Regions from separate parts of the Mus musculus genome. Here all the other regions are linked to region 3. A link is a contact called in public HiChIP or PLAC-seq data. All regions are on one chromosome and are shown on one strand. The core of a region is the stretch at or near the end of the contact, and the rest is flanking DNA. Distances in the headings are between cores, read along the strand shown.

Region 1 (4,634 bases), core at 663-3,162, 610 kb before region 3:
AGGGAGCGTATGAGGTCTGTGCTGCTGAGTGGTAAATAGCAAAAAATCAGTGATAGTGAAAATCTACAGACATTGCAAACTTGCAAACTCGCATCCTAATTGAAGATGTCCCCTTAGAAGCAGGCCTACAGCACACGGCATCAGAGCACCTCAGCAAAGCTGTGGGGAGATTATTCCACTGCACCCAAAACATCTACACATCTAGAAGAAACCCCCAGTTTTCAACTCTAAAGTACACTGTGCGAATTTATGAACTAAGAGACTATGACTCCATTGACATAAATGACAGACCATGTTTCCCTGTGTGCAGGTACATACCTAGAACCCCAGAGCTGATAAGTAGAGGCCCAGCCTGGACTACAAAGTTTCAAGGAAACCCTGGGAGAGTGAGGACTTGCCTCAGAAAACAAAGAACAACAAACAAACAAACAGACAGACAGACAGACAGATAGACAACCAATAGTATTAAGACTTCTGGATACCAGGCTGGAGCAATGGTTCGGTGATTAGAGAACTGGCCGATCTTTCAGAAAACTCAGGTTCGATTCCCAGCAGCCACATGGTGGCTCATAACTATCTGTAATTTTAGTTCCAGGGATCCAACATCCTCTTCTGGCCTCCAAGGGCACCAAGCACACATCCGGTACACAAGCAAAAACACTCATAAAGAAAAAATAAACTAAAGTAAATAAATGAATAAATAAATAAAGACTTCTGGGTAGGACCTGAAATCAATAATGACGCCCTGTCTTTCCAAGGACACCCTGTTTCTTCCCCTTCTACCCCCAGATGCCACTGTACACCCATGGGTAAGCCACCCATGACACTACTCACTACACTGAGCATGACAGCAACTGCATCGTTTCTACCAATGATTTCAAAGTTACTGAAACTTGCTGACAAAAAAATTTTAAAAATTTAAAAAATTAAAAATTCTGGAATATAAATTTCCAAGAACCATTGTGCTTTTCTATATTCTGCCCCTGAAGATGAATGCTCTCCAAAATTAGAGTCACAGAAACTATTTGCAAAATGGTTTAAGAGTGCTCCTAGTTAAGTCCAAATTCTAGTTTATGCCAGGCCGCTATGGTATTCCGTGCAACACTCTCAAAATAGCTTCAGACCGATGGAGAATACAAAGTAACAATTGACTTAATAGGGGCCTTAAGCACTTCCCTTACCCTAGTAATAAAATTTTGTTGGCAGTATTTTCAGGGATAAACGTCTCATTATTGAAAGCCTCTAATCAGAAAGGTGTCACATGCACCCTGCACTACAGAGTTATTTCTCCGAGGTCACCAAGACACACAATGGGAGGAAATCCGGCTCTGCCGTGAAAAGTCTGCTGGGAGTCATTAATAAAATCATTGCGAAGGAGAAACTTAGGCTTCGGTCTTGGGCCTGCCTTATCCAACGGGCAGACAACATACTCCTAGTCTCTTAAAAGGGTTTTTAGAGAAGCTGTACTTCTTAAATAAAAGAGAGATGAAATTCCAAATAGCTGTTGTTTCTCTGTTCGGTTTCTGTGTGTGAAACAAGACTTCTCAACCAACACAAAAAACAATAGTCAGTCCAGAAGGAAGACACAATGCAACTGTAATATGAAAATGCTAGAAACACCACTCACAACAGCAAGCACAAGAAGAAGCCAAAATTCAGCGTTTGGGCTAATCACAAGATGGTATGGGTTATATATATATACAATGGTAGACACAAAAGCAACCCAGGGTGTCGTATAGATGAAGAATGTGTTTGCACTGATTTGTACTTGCTGTGAACTTGGGACAGGTGCTCAGGTTCACGGTCGGTGCTTCTCAGTTCAAGCTAGGTATCCAATAAAGCTGTGATTGTTTAAGGACTGGAGCCTGGCTCCACCTGGCCCACCAGAGCACCACAGGCATGCACAAATCAAGGACAGATGTCACGGTGGGGCTTCTGGGTCTCACAGTTGGTGTTCCCTCCCTGGTGACGGATGCATCCTTGCAGGAGGGAGCGATTGGATTTCCCTCCCCGCCCCCACCCCCCGCAACCCCCCACGACCTAAGCCCATGCTCCTTATATGGCAGAAAGGCTTGGTAGGGGGTATGGCATTTCCTGTCGGCTCTTTGGTCATTCCCCTTTCCCTCTTTATTGATTTCTTCTGGTGGTTTCCACATTTGGAGAAATGGAACAGAATAAACAGATTCATCAGCCCCTCTGCGTGGTTTGCTTATTTGCTTGCTTGTTTTTAACAGTTAATGCTTGGACTGGGAGTGTTACTCAGCTGGTAAAGTGCTTGCCTAGCATGCATGATATCCAGTGAAACAGAGCCAGGAACTCCTGTGAATGCACACATAATATACAATAAAACATTTCCTGTGGAATCATGATATACTGTGAAACAAAACCAGGGTCTCCTGTGAACACATGCATGATACACAGTGGAACAGAGCCTAGGAAGTCCGTGAATGCATGAATGATAAACGACACAATAATACCAGGATCTCCTGTGGATGCATTATACACTGTAAAACATAGATAGCTAGGGTTTCCTGTGGATGTAAGTATGACATAGAGTAAAACAGCCAGGTTCTCCCGCCCTGGGGAAAGGATTCCACGGGGCACACTAGCTGTCATGAGGAAGGTCCTGTGCCAACTGGGTGTTCTGTTATAGATGGTTCTGTTTCTTACAGATGGTTCTGTGCAACTGTGAAGGAAAGTCACTCCTGCATGGTCTAAGAGTGTACCAAGATCTTAGAATGTTTGGAGGAAAAAAAAACCAGTGAAACAGAAATAGCTGTTAACTTTCTTACTCACTAAAGATACTCTTGTAAAGTCAAATGTCAATCCTAAGCAAACACAGCCCTGGGCTTTTCCTGAGGCAATAAATTAACTCTTAAGTTTGACATTTTATTTCATTTGTGAAGTGTGGTATTGAGTAATTTTCTGTCAGTTCATGTGCAAATAGACCAGTTCCATTAAAACACATTCTTCGGATCTGGAGAGATTGCTCAGTGGTTAAGAGCACTTACTGCTCTCACAGAAGACCCACACTGGGTTCTCAGCACCCTTCATGGATGGCTTACAACTGCCTATAATTTCAGCTCCAGGGGATCTGATGCCCTCTGGTTATCTGGTGCAAAGCTTATCTTAGACTCTTTATCTGAGTAATATTCCCAGCAGGTACCCCTGCTCTTATGTCTCCATATGCTCTTTGAAATGTTTAAGTGCCATGGTCTGGGCAGGAGCTCCAGGTTCAGTTCCAAGGAGGAAAGGGGAGAGTGAAATTCAGAAAACTTGAGCTACATCTGAGGATCTAGCTCAGTGAGCAGAGTGCTGCCACGAGAGGAGAACCTACAGCAGAACATGGAAGCAACAGCTATCTCTGCAACTCTACGAACACTCCTGTGTGAGATGGAGGTGGAGACAAGAGAAATGTGGGGGCTGCCTGTGGTGATTAACACACTCTGAAACAAGGTGCAAGGGGAAGACTCACACCTAAGACTGTCCTCTGATCTACACACACACTCACACACATACACACACTCACATACACACACTCACATACACACTCACACACTTAGACACTCGTTCACACACATACTCACACACATACACTCACACATACACACACTCATACACACATATGTGCTCACACACACTCATATACTCATACACATAATCACACACACACATACACTCACACACATACACACACTCACATATTCACATACACTCACACACTTATTTACACACCTACACACTTAGACTCACACTTATACACTCGTTCACATACATACACACTCACACATACATACACATACACTACACACATTCACATTCACACACACACATGCATGTGCTCACACATTCACACTTATACTCACACACTTACACACTTACACATACACACTCACTTACACATACACACACTCATGCACACTCACACACACACATACACACACTCACACACACAGGGGGATTTGAAAAGAAAAAGAAAGTGAGTGACTGAGTGCCAGAAGTCTAATCACCATCTAAATGTCCCCTTGACTTGTGACTGCTGGAAGCAAAGTGGATATTGAAGTTTGTTCCAATTAATTTCTGAAAACAATTACAGAATCAAGTAGCTGCAGGGGAGTGCACACACCACACATTAGATGGAGCTGGAAGGCTTCTCAACGGGGACAGTAGCTGCAGCTTCACTTAGGAATGCTGTCAATCCTTTGGTGCATGTGGCAAGGCTATATCTTTAACAAAACACACAAGCTGAATGATCTGATCGTATTGAAAATGGGCAGTTTTCCAAATCCCCAAAACCTGCATGTTCCACAAAGCTGGGCCTTTGTAACCCCAGAAACATAAAACCATTGTTTTCCAAATCCTCCCTTACTTATGCATTGTGAAGCCAATACTCTTCAGATAATTGTCAAGAGAATGCTTTTACAAGCCATGTCATAGAGTGCACCATTTTTAGAAAAAAAACAAAAAAACTTTTTTAAAGAAGCATTTTTCATCATTTTTCTAGAATTATTTTATTATTTTGTGTGTATGAGTGTGTTGCCTGCTTGTACATCTGTGAACCACATGTATGCCTGGTGCCCAAGAAAGCAGTAAGCTTCCATGTGGGTACTGAAAATCAAACCTGGGTCCTTTGC
Region 2 (4,439 bases), core at 447-2,946, 710 kb before region 3:
ATCACTTAGGTCAGAAGGAGGAAAAGAGTGTGTGTGTGTGTGTGTGTGTGTGTGTGTGTGTGTGTAGACAGACAGATGGACACAGAGAGAGACAGACAAACAGACGGACACACACACACACACACACACACACACAAAGGGAGCAGACAAAAGCCAAGCATATCCTGACCACACTTTGGCAGTGGGTGCACTGGAGTGGCTAAGCAGCTGCCATCACCATCCAGTGAGTGTGGGAAAAGTTCTATGTCCACGCATGTGCAGGGAAACATGGTATCCAGAGACTGCACAGACACCTGCTCATCTCCCTTCCACAGAATTAGGCAAATGGCAAAAATTAATGCAGTAACACTTCCCACATATTCTTTCTTTTGGTCTGAGGAAAGAAGGAACCTTATTCCCAGCATCTTTCCCTTAATACTGAGCACCCATTGTCCCTTGAGTCTCCTTCCTAAGAGGGAATCAAGCCAGCTGTTTCTCTGCCATCCAAGGCATTACCTACTGAGCCAAAAGTGGCTACACACAGGGAGGACAGAAAGAGAATCTGGGCATGGTGGTATAAGGTTATAACCGTAGCACTTGGGAAAATGAGGCAGGAGGTCCAACCGTTACCCAAAATAAATACAGACAAACAGAGCAGGAACTGAAGATGTCCGGAGAGCCACCACAGTGATGCTCCCTATCCTCGGTAACCACTGGGACTACCAGCCTAGTCCTCAAGGGACCTGGAAGTTCTCCTCAGCCAACCCAATGTGACAACAGTCTTCAAGATGCCAATAAAGCCCCCTAGCACAGATGACTCCCAAGTCCTTCTCAGCACACAGCTGCTCTGCAAAACCAAAGTGCCGTTTCGTTCTCCTGAAGTAGAACTGGGACACCTGTGCGGTTCCAAGGCTAACACAAAGCTCTCACCTAGGACCTGAGACACCATGAAGCAACCACTGTGCTGTGCAGAGCCACCCCATTCCCAGGAGAGTGGATCTCAGCATTAAGTCACACTGAGCAAGTACTGGGGGCCTCACCTGAGGCTGGCTGTACATAGGTCTAACAGTGCATACTGAGGTGAGGCCCAGCTTTTAGTGAAGATGTGCCATGTTCATTTCCTTGGGTCCTTCACGTTCTGTATGGAGAAGCACAGGGCAAAGCCACTAACTGGCCGCCTCCCTCATGCAGGCATCTCGGGTTTTCCTCAGAAAACCCATTATCCCTGATATTCTTCCCAACCTTCCCTTGCCGGTTTCCCACTTCTCAGTGCAGTTGTGCAATTGAAACAGATTTTTAGGCCTGGTCAGTATCCTTGAAGGAACAGGCAAAACCAAGGCAGAGAAATTTCCAGCAGACACCCCCACGATAACCTACACTTCCCACACTGCTCACAGAAGCTGTGCGATGGCCTCACTCAAATGGAGCAAGGAGAAGATGCACCTGTGTGTGCTCACAGGCTCCCAAACAGCATCAAATGAACAGACATATTCTGGGGAAAGGGAATCAGTCAGTCCAGGCCTAAGTACAGCCATGTACAGTGATTAGTCAAACTCCTCAATCAAACAGAGGAGCTTGTACAAATTCGCAAGCAGACTTGTCAGGAAACTGTTTAAAAGTTGTCAGCTAAAGAAAGTGGTGCTGGTGGGGTGCAGATGTGACGGCTAAAGACTTGCCAGAGTGGCAGAACTCAGAGTTCTGAGAGAGGATAATGAGGGAAAAATGTTCCGAGTGTGGGGGCAGACCTGCTGAAAAAGAAAGACTGTGTTTCATAAGATCCAACAACAGATGAGTCCCAGTAGCTTCCACCCCAATACCCAATAATGACTTCCTCAATTCCCCAGAGATTAGTAATCATCACCAGAAAGAACTGAACTCCTTCTTTGTTTAGACAAAACCCCTCCTTAGGAACTAGCAGTTTCTACAATGAACTCTGGAAACAGCATAGCATCAATGGCCTAGCCATGATCAAGAGCTGACATTCTTTAAAGAAAGAGGAAGGTACTGAGATTGGGCTATGGAAATGCACAGAGGTTAGGCTGACCCACAGGACCCTGAGAAAGCCACAGTGTGTCCACAACATTTGGTCAAAAAGCAGATTTTGCCACCTCTGACCCTGATGACTATCAGATGAAACTTCAGGGCAAAAATAAGATTCCAGGAAGAGACAGTGCAGTGCATGGTGCGCAGACATGAACACTAGTCATGGGGGGATGCTCATACGCTGAGCCCCAGTAACACAAGACATGAGCCCACAAGACAATCTGTAGGCATATATTTTTCTCAACCAACTTTAATAAGGGTTCAACCTCCACTCTAGCCCACCACCCACCAGAGGCAGTAGAAGAGAAAGGTTATTAGGGTACGGGGAAGCAGACCTGTTTAGAAATAGTTCTTTGGGGGAGATTTCAATCTTTGCTGTTCTTAGCCCAGTCCACTAGCAAACACCAAGCATGAATCAGCAGCTGCAGACCAGTCTACTTGGCAGACACCACACACAAATCAGCAAGGGCAGTTCAATCCAGAAGAAACCACAAGGTTTGACAACTGGCCCAAGTCCACGGAAATATCAAGAAGCCACAGGAACCTCACAAGAAGTTCTTTGGTGAGTGTTTCTCTCTGTGAAGTTACCATAGGCAGAGCTCAGCAATGCAATGCGAGATAAACCAATACATGCATGTCAGCAATGCTAGTAAGACAGACAGAGCAAAGCAAACCAATGTTTGAGCTCTCACTGACTATGGGGTCATATTTATATTCTTTCTAAACATCGCACATTCTTTTTTTTGTGTTTTGTTTTGTTTTGTTTTTCGAGACAGGGTTTCTCTGACTAGCCCTGGATGTCCTGGAACTCACTTTGTAGACCAGGCTGGCCTCGAACTCAGAAATCCACCTGCCTCTGCCTCCTGAGTGCTGGGATTAAAGGCGTGCGTCACCACACCCAGCTAACATCGCACTTTCATTCACATGTCTGCTATAGCAAAACATCCTTTCACCTGTGTGCCCCAGCAAAACATCATTTGGCATAACTGACTTTCCAAAGAAACCAGACGTTTCCACCTCACAGTCCGCATCTTGTCTTTATTAAGTGGTTTAATGTGAAACTGACAGCCTTATAGGAAATACGGGTATGATGGCATGGTTCTAATGAGATGAGGTGAAGGAAAACACACCTGGGGCCGGTAAAATTGTGAAGGAAATTAAAAAAAAAAAAAACAGTTCAAAGAACTATCAGAGAACCCTACTGTTCACTTCCTGAAAAGGATCTTCAAAGAAAAGAAAGTGAGAATTAAAGACAACTAATATAAGTAAAGTAACAGTCTCCCCTCGAAGCAACACGGAGTGATAGGAATGATTGGCGTTCACATGTGACCTGAGAGGTGGACACAGAGCTAAGCTAAATGACCCAAACTTTGCCATTCAGGATGCAAGAAGCCCCCTACCTTTCCATGGGAAAGCACCCATGAATCTACAGCAACGCATAGCTGTTTAAATGATTGACAAGATAGCTTCACGGGTCAGCAGAATGCCTATGGTGCTAATATTAGTGAAGTTCAGGCCAGACCCAATCACATCTGTCTACTTCCTATTAGACTACTTCCTTGATGCCGCTGAATCTATTCACTTATCAGACTCAAAACTTTGGGCTCGACCACCATAAGCTCTTCCCAAGCTGCTAGTTAACATGAGGGCACTGATCTGCCACACAGGCACACAGCACACATTTCCACACCCTGCCTACTTAGAAACCAAATTTCCCCTCAGGTCTGAGATGGCCATACAATCCCCTTAGGGATAGAGACAGCCCCAGGTCAGATCCTCAGAACATTCTGACCCTTAGCTTTTCCTTCCAAAATTATAATCTGACCCTGACTATTCACATCTGCTTACAGTTTCCCCTATGTACCCCTGCTGGAAAAAAAAAAAAGTGAATTAAGCATTTAATGCCTTTGCTTCTTTCCTGTTACGTGACAAACACTTCTTCTGAACCCAAAACTCCACTGACCCTCTGTTGAGCTCAGTAAAAACTTTATCAATGCAGTCAGTCTTCAGGATCTATGGGGGACTGATCCCAGGATCCCACAGGTACCACCACCTAGGTAGCTGCTCAAATTGCTGGTGTCAAGATGGTGCAAACTTTTCACAGAATTTATCCACACAAACTCTGCCATGCACTGTATTGGTGGTGCTGGGAGTCATGCCAGGCAAGCATTGACTCCTCCTGCACCCATTATATCCGGTCTACATTACATAATACCTAACAGAACCATTAAAATGTGATGGGTACAGCTGCCATGTTACATTGTTTAAGTAAGAACAAAGAGACAGAAAGGTCTGTATACTTTTTAAAAATGCAATTTTTAGGGTTTGTTTTCATTTTTTTATTTACTTTTCCAGAATATTTCTGACTTGGGGTTGAATTCACAGATGCAAAATTTATACATTACAGGGTTGGCTGT
Region 3 (4,606 bases), core at 1,694-4,193:
GTAATTTTATGTCAAAGTATTTAAAGATGGGGCTTGTGTTTCCCTCATTGAATAAGGGCAGAATTCACGTTTAGAAAGACAAAGAAAATTCACATCACTCATTCACTTAAACCTGGAATTCCATGAGGAGTGAGACCAGCAGAGTGCATGCCAAGATAGAGTCTTCTTTGTCTACTTCTGAATCTGGCAGTGGATACGATCAGAAATATAGACCCACAGGGAAGCCTGATTTTGAATTTGCTCCTGGGAACTAGAAGGCAGCACTGTGTGGGGCGATCAACCTATATTCTTGAACTAGGGCCCTGGGTTCAGGGTTCTGAGGAGAGCTTGCTTTCAGCTGCAGCCTGTTCTGCTAAGTGTGTGTGGCCTCTGATGCCCCCCACCCCAAGTCATACTTAATTTATTACATTGCTCTCCTACCTCCCAGTTTGAACTCAGAACCTCAAGCATGCCAGGAAACATCTCTCCCACCTGTTTCCCCAACCCAGACTGATCTTGAGTTGTAGCCCAGGCAGGTGACCCTCCTGCCTCAGACTTCTGATATTTGCTTATAGTGACAATCATGTACACCTGACTTCATGACTTATCAGTGTGTGGAGTAGTGGAGTATAGGCTTGTATTGGCCTGTGAGGTTGGGGCTGCTCACCGTGTGTGTGCATGCGCGCGCGTGTGCTTGGGGTTGATGTATGGTGTCTTCCTCTATCACCCTCTATCTTGCGTGGTTTTTTTTTTTTTGTTGTTGTTGTTTTGTTTTGTTTTGTTTTCCAGACAGGGTTTCTCTGTGTAGCCCTGGCTGTCCCAGAACTCACTCTGTAGACCAGACTGTCCTTGAAGTCAGAGATTTGCCTGTCTCTGCCTCCCAAGTGCTGGGATTAAAGGCGTACTCCACCCCTGCCCCGCCCTCTGCCTTGTGTTTGTTTGTTTGTTTGTTTGTTTGAGACAAGGCATCCTTTGTAGTCCTGGCTGTCTTGGAACTCACACTGTAGACCAGGCTGGCCTTGAATTCCCAGTGATCCTCCTGCCTCAGCTTCTCCAGGGCTGGGATTAAAGGTTTGTGTCACCCATACCCTGATTTCCACCTTGTTCTTAAGAGTCAGGCTCTCGCTTTTTGAGTTGTTGGCGGGCAAATGTTCCAGGCTGCGTGCAGTGCGGCGAAATATCCCCACCCACGGACTCTCGGTGCTAAAGTTTGCACAGCTGCCATGAGCTACATCAATCTACCCACCGTGCTGCCCAGCTCCCCCAGCAAGACCCGGGGGCAGATTCAGGTGATTTTCGGGCCCATGTTCTCAGGGAAAAGCACGGAGCTGATGAGAAGAGTCCGGCGCTTCCAGATCGCCCAGTACAAGTGCCTGGTCATCAAGTATGCCAAAGACACGCGCTATAGCAACAGCTTCTCCACACATGATCGGAACACCATTGACGCATTGCCAGCCTGCATGCTCCGCGATGTGACCCAGGAGTCCTTGAGTGTGGCCGTCATTGGCATCGATGAGGGGCAGTTTTTTCCTGACATTGTGGATTTCTGTGAAATGATGGCCAACGAGGGCAAGACAGTAATTGTGGCAGCACTGGATGGGACCTTCCAGAGGAAGGCTTTCGGCAGCATCTTGAACCTGGTGCCCCTGGCGGAGAGTGTGGTGAAGCTCACCGCTGTGTGCATGGAGTGCTTCCGAGAAGCTGCCTACACGAAGAGGCTGGGTCTGGAGAAAGAGGTGGAGGTGATTGGCGGAGCCGACAAGTATCACTCCGTGTGCCGCCTGTGCTACTTTAAGAAGTCTTCAGCCCAGGCTGCTGGGTCAGACAACAAAGAGAACTGTCTGGTGCTGGGGCAGCCGGGAGAGGCCTTGGCTGTCAAGAAGCTCTTTGCCTCTCAGCAAGTCCTACAATACAACTCTGCCAACTGAGGGGACCTGGGGCCTGCCAGCTCCTACCCAGGTTGGACTCTCAGAGAGCAGGGGGAGCGCGGGCCTATCATTCCTAATGGACACTGTGCCTTGAACGGGCTCATCCATCGTCCACTCGCTGAAGCCGTTTTCAGTTCCCTTCTTGATTGCCAAGATGCCTCAATGCAGGCTGGAGCCCAGACCCTGCCTGGTGGCTAGGGGTCCCGCGTTCAGCCAAAGGTGAGGACAGAGCTGTCCACCATTGTGACACTGGTGGGGCTAGTTTCTTCCTTGTTGGTGGCTGGGTTTCAGTCTCAGAGCCCCACCCTCACCAAGGCTCCAGGCCTCTCACAGCTCCCCCATTTATGCCTAAACATTCTCTCCTCAGAACCCCAGCTCTTAGTGAGCCACTTTTCTTGTGCAAAGTGAACAATATTAAAGTTTACTACTAATGAAAAAAAAAAAAGAGTCAGGCTCTCTCACTGGACCTGGAACTGATCTCAGCCATACTGGCTCATCAGCGACTCGGGGGAGTCGGGGAGGGGGGGGGCGGCGGGGAGATGTGTCTCCACCACGCAGGATGGTAGTTACCTCTCCATGGGATCCTAACTCAGATGTTCATGCTTTCATAACATGCCCTTTTCCTACTGACCAATCTTCTCAGCTCTCATAACTTATTTTCAAAACATAAATCCAGATTTCATTTGTGATCCATTGTTTTAGAGACTTTGTGGTAACTCTTAACATGCACCCTTTTAAAAAGCAGCCATCTGGGGGGATTGCAGGATATCTATGTGAATTTAGGGCCAGCTAGAAAATTTAGGCCCTAGGCCTATTTCCAATCGGGAACTTCGGAACTGGTGTAATACTATGTCTGCAGCAACTCTTTTTACTAAAAACTGTGAGTGGCAGGAGGCATCACACTCCCAACAAAGTTGAAGGAACCTTATGCGGTCCTATGCCGGGCAGGGTATGTGTGGGTGGGAACCTCTCGCCGCGCACGCGCACTCGCGCTTAGGGTGGCCGGCGCACGCGCACAGGTCTACTCCCCGCGAAATGGAGCGGGTGTTGGCGGACGCGCTTCTAACGCAGAGTCGGGAGCCCGGCGAGTTGCTGGGCGCGCTGTGCGGCGGGGAGGCGAGTGCGGAGCGGGCGGAGACCCTGCGCCTGGTGCTGCAGCGGCTGGAGGAGCGCGGCGCGGGCGCCGGCGCGCTGGCCAAGGCGGCACACGAGGTGGCCAGGGACCACCTGGTGCCCTTACTGCACGCGTCCCAGGGCGGAGGGCCTGCGAGGCCCCGCGTGCTCCGAGCGGCGAGTGCGGCGCTGCGCTCGTGCGCGCGCCTGGCAGGACCGGAGCTGGCAGTCACTCTGGCCGAAGAAGCGCTGCGCGAGCTGCCGAGCGCGCCAGCCGTGGAGCTGCTGGCCGCCGTGGCGCCGTGTTTACGCGCGCCGGAGGATGCCCCGCTGCTGCGTCGCCTGGGGCGCGCGTCTGTGGAGCTGGCGCTGGCCGGGGACGCGCCGCCGGCCGTGGGAGCGCGCCTGCTGCCCGCGCTGGCACAGAGCGCAGAACCGGCTCTGCGTGCGGCGTGGGACGCGCTGAGCTCCGCGGGACCGGGAGCTGAGGGCAGCACTGGGCCAGAACTGCTGGTGCTGAGCGCACTGGCCGAGAAGCTGCTGACCAACCATGAGCGCCACGGGGATCTCGACGCCCGTCTCTGCGGCCGCTTCTGGAGAACCGTCCAGGCGGGGCTGGGCCGCGCGCAGGACGGGCTCACGCGAAAGCGCGCGCGCTACCTGCTGCAGAGGGCTGTACAGGTGTCTGCAGAGCTGGCGGTGGACTGCTCCTGCAGCCCCCAGGACACAAAAGGTACCCACTTGTCTCTCTAAAAAACAAAATTGTGTGTGTGTGTGTGTGTGTGTGTGTGTGTGCGCGCGCGCGCGCGTGCCTGTGTAAGTTTATGTGCATCACGTGCGTATGCTTGGGAGGGCATCAAATCCCCTTGAGCTGGAGTTAAAGGCAATTGTGAACTACCTGATGTGTGTGTTGGGAGTCAAACTCCAGTCCTCTAGAAGAACATCAAGTGCTCTTAACCCCTGAACCATCTCTCCAGACTGGCACCTACTTATCTCTTTGCCCCAGCCACACTCTGCTACCTCAAACCAGCCTTCAAGGGGCGTCCACCTCATCCTGAGCGGATTTGACACTTGCATGTGGTACCCTACACCGGCCTCCTCCTGCACTTTGGGAAAAGTGGACCCAGTGAAGGTTAAGATATCGCACACGCGGTAGCATGCTCTGTGTAAAACCAAGCCTGCTCCACGCCTTTACATCCTGATAGAAAAAAAGTTGACATCCGTATCAAACTGAAAGAAGGGTGCTGTGTAACCCAAGTTAATGTTTGAAACTCGAGGTACGGAATCAAATATTAATCCCTTGACATTCCCTTTAGGAATATTAGGAGCAGGGTTAGTTAGTGCTTTCTAAACATAACCCTTAAGTCATCGTGTGTGCTTGCGCCCAGGCCTAAAGTCAACAGGTGTTGTCCTTGATTATTCTCCATTTTATTTTTGGGCCAGGGTCTCTCTCGCTTGCTCTCTCTGAATCTGGAACTCAGGATTCAGACGCTTTCTTTCTGAAGTTTGGAATTGTGTTTCCTCATGGTCTCTGCACATTTGTGGTTTTGTGGGTGATCCATCTTTCCTGTCTCTGCAGGAATGCT

What was found. HiChIP or PLAC-seq counts read pairs in DNA pulled down with a chosen protein or histone mark.
Region 1: a FOXA1 HiChIP or PLAC-seq map of pancreatic cancer cells shows a contact between it and region 3. The contact joins the enhancer-like site here to the promoter of Tarbp1 in region 3. A contact is called at or near these places in 8 of 39 promoter capture datasets (the 3T3-L1 cell line, 3T3-L1-derived adipocytes, the C10 cell line and 3 more) and 1 of 115 datasets of contacts at active chromatin or transcription factors (pancreatic cancer cells).
Region 2: a contact with region 3 is called in a FOXA1 HiChIP or PLAC-seq map of pancreatic cancer cells. The contact joins the enhancer-like site here to the promoter of Tarbp1 in region 3. A contact is called at or near these places in 12 of 39 promoter capture datasets (the 3T3-L1 cell line, the C10 cell line, the HPC-7 cell line and 7 more), 5 of 484 Hi-C or Micro-C datasets (Th1 cells, cerebellum, cerebral cortex and 2 more), 3 of 115 datasets of contacts at active chromatin or transcription factors (large pre-B cells, pancreatic cancer cells and stem cell-derived neural progenitor cells) and 1 of 9 other capture datasets (macrophages).

The regions. Positions count from the first base shown.
Region 1 is chr8:127,085,894-127,090,527 of GRCm38.p6, reverse strand. All of the region lies in intron 1 of Pard3 (par-3 family cell polarity regulator), which reads right to left. Among named protein-coding and RNA genes, the nearest start is that of Pard3, 24 kb to the right of the region's middle. Within about 2 kb of position 1,912, at least 20 of the 459 cell types and tissues checked have an H3K27ac peak or open chromatin away from gene starts, as enhancers often do. A contact at or near this core is called in pancreatic cancer cells, where this site is marked.
Region 2 is chr8:127,179,493-127,183,931 of GRCm38.p6, reverse strand. The region is part of intron 2 of Pard3 (par-3 family cell polarity regulator); the gene reads right to left. Among named protein-coding and RNA genes, the nearest start is that of Pard3, 120 kb to the right of the region's middle. Within about 2 kb of position 1,696, at least 15 of the 459 cell types and tissues checked have an H3K27ac peak or open chromatin away from gene starts, as enhancers often do. A contact at or near this core is called in pancreatic cancer cells, where this site is marked.
Region 3 is chr8:126,473,402-126,478,007 of GRCm38.p6, reverse strand. It overlaps Tarbp1 (TAR RNA binding protein 1), which reads left to right and starts at 2,943. Exons shown (of 30, transcript NM_001159907.1): 1 at 2,943-3,753. The coding sequence starts at 2,943. It also overlaps the pseudogene Gm6091.